Regions from separate parts of the Oryctolagus cuniculus genome. Here region 1 is linked to region 2. The links are chromatin contacts, called in public Hi-C maps. All regions are on one chromosome and are shown on one strand. The core of a region is the stretch at or near the end of the contact, and the rest is flanking DNA. Distances in the headings are between cores, read along the strand shown. Region 1 holds the start of MCC (MCC regulator of WNT signaling pathway). Region 2 overlaps DCP2 (decapping mRNA 2).

Region 1 (2,700 bases), core at 18-2,517, 450 kb after region 2:
AAACCTGGCTGTGGACTAAATGAGATCACAGCCTTTACCTAGGCAAACAACAACGAAGTAAACCACACAAGGGATTTTTTTTTTAAATCCCAGAATCAAAATAGGAAAAGACGTCCAGATAAAAATCCGCGTAGGACCAATCAGAATTACACACTATTTTCATTTCAGAGCAGAATTATTCCATAATTTTTTAATGTCTCCCTCGTGTTTCTCAAGGAAATTTCTTTTTTTTTTTTTTTTTTGACAGGCAGAGTGGACAGTGAGAGAGAGAGACAGAGAGAAAGGTCTTCCTTTGCCGTTGGTTCACCCTCCAATGGCCGCCGCGGCTGGCGCGCTGCGGCCGGCGCACCGCGCTGATCCGATGGCAGGAGCCAGGAGCTTTTTCCTGGTCTCCCATGGGGTGCAGGGCCCAAGCACAAGCACCTGGGCCATCCTCCACTGCACTCCCTGGCCACAGCAGAGGGCTGGCCTGGAAGAGGGGCAACCGGGACAGAATCCGGCGCCCCGACCGGGACTAGAACCCGGTGTGCCGGCGCCGCTAGGCGGAGGATTAGCCTAGTGAGCCGCGGCGCCGGCCCTCAAGGAAATTTCAAAAGATAACCAACTGCAGCTAAGAAGGGTCCCCAGGAAACTTTTTTTCCAGTCTTCAGAAGTGTTCGGGCGATCACCTGGAGACCAGGAGGCAGCCCCGGACTGGGGGCAGAGATCACGGGCGCCTCAGGGGCACCTGCTGCACCGGGCTCGGGCGGCCTCGTCCACCCCAGCAGACCAATGCGGCCGGGGTCTCCTAGGAGTCCGTGCGCCGGACAGGGACGCGCACTCGGGCAGGAGGAAGTGGCGGGGGGCGAGCGGAGCCGGGGGTCTCGGCGTCGCCCTCCACCCGGAGCGGCCGCCTGGGGCTCCCGGCACCCGCACGCCCGCCCCAGCGAAGTTCCCACCGACGCCGTCGCCCGCCGCGCAGGCGGGCGCGCCCCGGGACGTCCCCCGAAACAAAGCCAGCGCGGAGGAAACCTGCAGCCGCGAGCGCACCGAGCAGCCCCCGGCCGCACGCGGTGCCGCCCCGCGCTCTGGGGCAACTTGCGCGAAGTTGGGGCGCACGGGCGGGGGGCGGCCCCTGCCCCTACCTGCTGATGTAGCCGTCGCCATCGCCGTCGCACGTCTGGAAGAGGAGCCGCACGCGCTCCTCCTCGCCGGTGCTGGACGTGTCGCTGCCGCCGCCGCTGCCGCCGCTGCCCGCGCTCCCCGCCGCCGCCGCCATCATGCGCGGCCCCGCGCGGCGGCCGCCAACCTGCGGGCCGAGCATGCCCAGTGGCCGCGCCGCCGCCGGGGGCTCCGCCTCTCCGGGGGTCCGGCCCCGGCGGCTCTGTCCGCGGCGTGCGGGGTCGGTGCGGCGCCGCGCCTGGCACGGGCGCCCACTCCGGGCCCGCGCGCGTCTCCCTGGACGCGGGGCGGCCGGCCCCTCTCCGCGAATGCCCGCACCCGCGACCCTCTCGGCCACGGTCTGGCTTCCTCGGAGTCCCGGGCAGGATGCTCCTGGCCCCCGCCCCGGGTCCGCGACCGCAGTGCCGTCCCGCAGGTGCTAGGGGCGCGCGCCCAGCGGGGTTGGGCAGATTGCCGGCGCCCACCCGGTGCCCGGCAGCGGTCAGCGCCTGTTGCCCCCAACCTGCAGGAGAGAAAACTGAGGCGAACGCGCGCGCTGCAGCGTCCCGGGCAGAGCAGGCTGGCGCGGGGCCGCCGACTCATCCCTGCGGCCGGCTGACCGCCAGGCTCTGGAAGGCGTGCGCTCTGGCGGAGCGAGCGAGAAGCCAGCCCCCGGCCCCTGGTGTTTGAGCCCGGCCGGCCCTCAGCCACCAAGCCGCTGCAAGGATGGTGGTTCTGGGCTGGTTTCGTTTGTTTTGTTCATTTAGATTTATTTATTTATCTTGAAAGAGTTAGAGACCTTCATCTGCTGGTCCACTCCCCCAGATGGCCTCAGGGGCCCCTCGCCCCCTGACCTGAGCCGGGAGCTCCGGGTCTCCCGCGTGGGTGGCAGGGGCGCAAACGCCAGGACCATCGGCTGATACCCCACCCCCCACCCCCACCCCCACCCCGGGAGCATCAGCAGGGAGCTGGAGCAGACGCGGAGCAGCCGGGATCCGAACCAGCAACCACAGAGGATGGCGGCTGTCATAGGTGGGGCTTTACCACCAGGCCAGAGCGCCTCGGGCCCCATGAGGTTTTTTAATGCAGCAGCAGGAAGCCAGGTCAGAGGGAAGGGGCCACCGCCCTCCTCCTCAGCACCCGCACCCCTGCATGTGTGCCTACTCTAGTTCTTGTGGGATGGGCACCCCCCGTATTTCAGGGCCCTTACAGTGGGACAGCACACATGATCAACTCAGAAAAGCTTTGTCAGTCTCCCGGACACCAGTAGCTCAGAGCTGCTACGGGTGCTACACATACTCCTGTTCACAGGAGGGCGAGAACTGAAAATCTGAATTTAAAGATAATGTGGGGTCGGCTGACTGCTCCACTTCTGATGCAGCTCTCTGCTATGGCCTGGGAAAGCAGTAGAAGATGGCACAAGTCCTTGGGCCCTGCATCCACATGGGAGACCCCGAAGAAGCTCCTGGCTCCTGGCTTCGGAACAGCAAAGCTCCGGCCTGGGCCATCTGGAGGCTCCTGGCTCCTGGCTTCGGAACAGCAAAGCTCCAGCCTGGGCCA
Region 2 (2,700 bases), core at 152-2,651:
TAAAGAGAACTCAAACAGTGAGTGAGTGACATCCTTCACTGTTAGAACGGAATGTTCTATACAGCTCAGTATACATGTCCGGTGAAGAGCGACGGCCTGGGTGCATGTGTGCATTAAAGAATCCCGTTACCTGTTCTCACCTTGTTGCTTTCCCTTTCTTTGTTGGTCTCCAATCATCACTTCTAAGTAGGAGGGACAGCAAAGCCAGTTATAAAAAAATAGACTTTTTGCCAAGTTCATTTTCTTACTATGGTGCCCTCTCTTGGCTGTTTGCTTTCGCCCTGGTGGATCCGCCTGCTCTGGGTGTTTTCCTCCATGGTTATCTCTGAGGCCACCACAGCCACAGTTAGGGTGGAGACCGAGGAGCGGCAGGGCCCCCTGTGCTGTATTCAGATCACTGGTAACCAGGAAACCCGTTGTCCTGAGTTCCTCAGTGTCCTGAGAGCTGTGCGGTCGGCCCCTGTGGTGTGGCTCTGCCCCCCCCCCGTGGTGTGGCTCTGCCCCCCCCCGTGGTGTGGCTCTGCCCCCCCCCCGTGGTGTGGCTGTGTCCCCCCCCCCCGTGGTCTGGCTCTGTCCCCCCCCCCGTGGTGTGGCTGTGTCCCCCCCCCCGTGGTGTGGCTTTGTCCCCCCCTGTGGTGTGGCTCTGTCCTCCTCCCTGTGGTGTGGCTCTGTCCCCCCCTGTGGTGTGGCTCTGTCCCCCCCCCGTGGTGTGGCTCTGTCCCCCCCCCCCGTGGTGTGGCTCTGTCCCCCCCCATGGTGTGGCTCTGTCCCCCCCCCCGTGGTGTGGCTCTGTCCCCCCCCCCGTAGTGTGGCTCTGTCCCCCCCCCCCCGTGGTGTGGCTTTGTCCCCCCCCGTGGTGTGGCTCTGTCCTCCTCCCTGTGGTGTGGCTCTGTCCCCCCCTGTGGTGTGGCTCTGTCCCCCCCCCCGTGGTGTGGCTCTGTCCCCCCCCCCGTGGTGTGGCTCTGTCCCCCCCCGTGGTGTGGCTCTGTCCCCCCCCCGTGGTGTGGCTCTGTCCCCCCCCGTGGTGTGGCTCTGTCCCCCCCCCCGTGGTGTGGCTCTGTCCCCCCCCCCCGTGGTGTGGCTCTGTCCCCCCCCCCGTAGTGTGGCTCTGTCCCCCCCCCCCCGTGGTGTGGCTTTGTCCCCCCCCGTGGTGTGGCTCTGTCCTCCTCCCTGTGGTGTGGCTCTGTCCCCCCCTGTGGTGTGGCTCTGTCCCCCCCCCCGTGGTGTGGCTCTGTCCCCCCCCCCGTGGTGTGGCTCTGTCCCCCCCCCCCCCCCGTGGTGTGGCTCTGTCCCTCCCCCCCCCGTGGTGTGACTCTGTCCCTGGGCTTCAGGGTTGCTCTGGACTGTGACAGATTGTGCCTGAGGGAGAGGGCCAGTGCTGCTGGGCCAGGCCAGGCTGCACACGGGGCGGTGCCTCACTGCGTAGCCCCGGGGCTGTGGGCCAGGGACTGGGTGTTCTCTAACCGATTCCAGTGTGGTTGCCCAGCGGTCTGGTGAAGGTAAAGGAATTTTTCTCACTTTACAAAGCAGCAGTGGGTGGAGAGTCCGGTTTTCGTGTGCAGCGCCCGCAGGGCACGGCTTTCTCCCGGGAAGCTCGCCCAGAGCCACGCGGCCAGGCAGCCGTGAGCGTCACTTCATGGTGGCGGCGGCGTGATGTGCACGCAGCACTGCCTGGGGTGACGTCTGCTCGGGGCAGTGGAGCTAACTGGTGCCTGGCAGTGGACCTGAAAGCCGGCTTCCACCAGCTGGTGTGTCCAGACAGGCATCCATTACAGAGAAGTGTGAAGAATGTTCTGTGATAGACAGCGGAGGTCTTGAGAAAGGTTTAGGATGGACTCTTCCGTGGGGCGGTGTCAGTCCAGGAGGCATCCATCCGGGTCCTCTGGTTGGGGGGGAACGGCCGTGCTCACAGCGGAAAGCTGTGTTGTAGGAGCTGGAGCGCGGGGCAGTGTAACCCAGCACGGCAGGCCAGAGCCGGCGAACCTGGTGCTGCCTCTGGGGACGGGCCCTGCCGATGCTTGGGGTTGGGTTTGGGGTTTGGGTTTTGGCCACTCCGTTGAGTGCTGCCTGAAGACCTGTTTCCGGGGGTGGCTGGCCACTGGAAGCCACTGTGTCCTTTTCCCCTATTCCCTTGTCTCTATGTAGAGCAGAGCTGTCTGCACTTGGGCGGCCGTGAGAACCGGCACGCGGGGAGTGGGTTCTGCCCGCCGGAGGACCTGACGTCATCTGACCCTGGGGCACTGTGCGCGTGGCTGTCACAGCGACTTGGGAACTAAGGGGAAACCTGGGCGAGGGTGTAGGGGACATGGGCAGTGTTCTGGCCCTTCAGTGTGTGAGAGGGCTCGGTGTCGGGATAGCAGGCTGGCTGAACCCAGTGCCCATGGAGTCAGCAAGTGCCCTGGTCGCAGCAAGCCCTGCTGGTGCACTGGGCATCCCTCTCACACACGGTCGTGTGACCCTGAGGAGGCACCGCGGGTGGCAGCAGTGGTCGCGGGCACGCGTGTGCTCCCTGTGTCCCCCCCCCCCCCCCAGCTTTGCTCTGGACGTTCACAGCTCACACTGCAGATCACTGCTTTTTTTTTTTACTTTTAAGCTATGATCTCGTGCTTTGGGGAGCAGTTTTTTTTTTTTTTTTAAAGATTTATTTTATTTATTTGAAAGACTTACAGAGAGAGGTAGACAGAGAGAGAGAGAGGTCTT

The links. A called contact is a pair of places that touch in the nucleus more often than the background predicts.
Region 1: a Hi-C map of embryonic fibroblasts shows a contact between it and region 2, with 3 times the contacts expected there. The contact joins the promoter of MCC here to the enhancer-like site in region 2. A contact is called at or near these places in 2 of 6 Hi-C or Micro-C datasets (ear pinna and embryonic fibroblasts).

What each region holds. Positions count from the first base shown.
Region 1 is chr6:4,353,747-4,356,446 of mOryCun1.1, forward strand. It overlaps MCC (MCC regulator of WNT signaling pathway), which reads right to left and starts at 1,268. Exons shown (of 19, transcript XM_017337630.3): 1 at 1,125-1,268. The coding sequence starts at 1,261.
Region 2 is chr6:3,900,575-3,903,274 of mOryCun1.1, forward strand. DCP2 (decapping mRNA 2) reads left to right here. Exons shown (of 11, transcript XM_070076008.1): 11 at 1-21. Among named protein-coding and RNA genes, the nearest start is that of DCP2, 43 kb to the left of the region's middle. Within about 2 kb of position 1,402, at least 2 of the 8 cell types and tissues checked have an H3K27ac peak or open chromatin away from gene starts, as enhancers often do. A contact at or near this core is called in ear pinna, where this site is marked.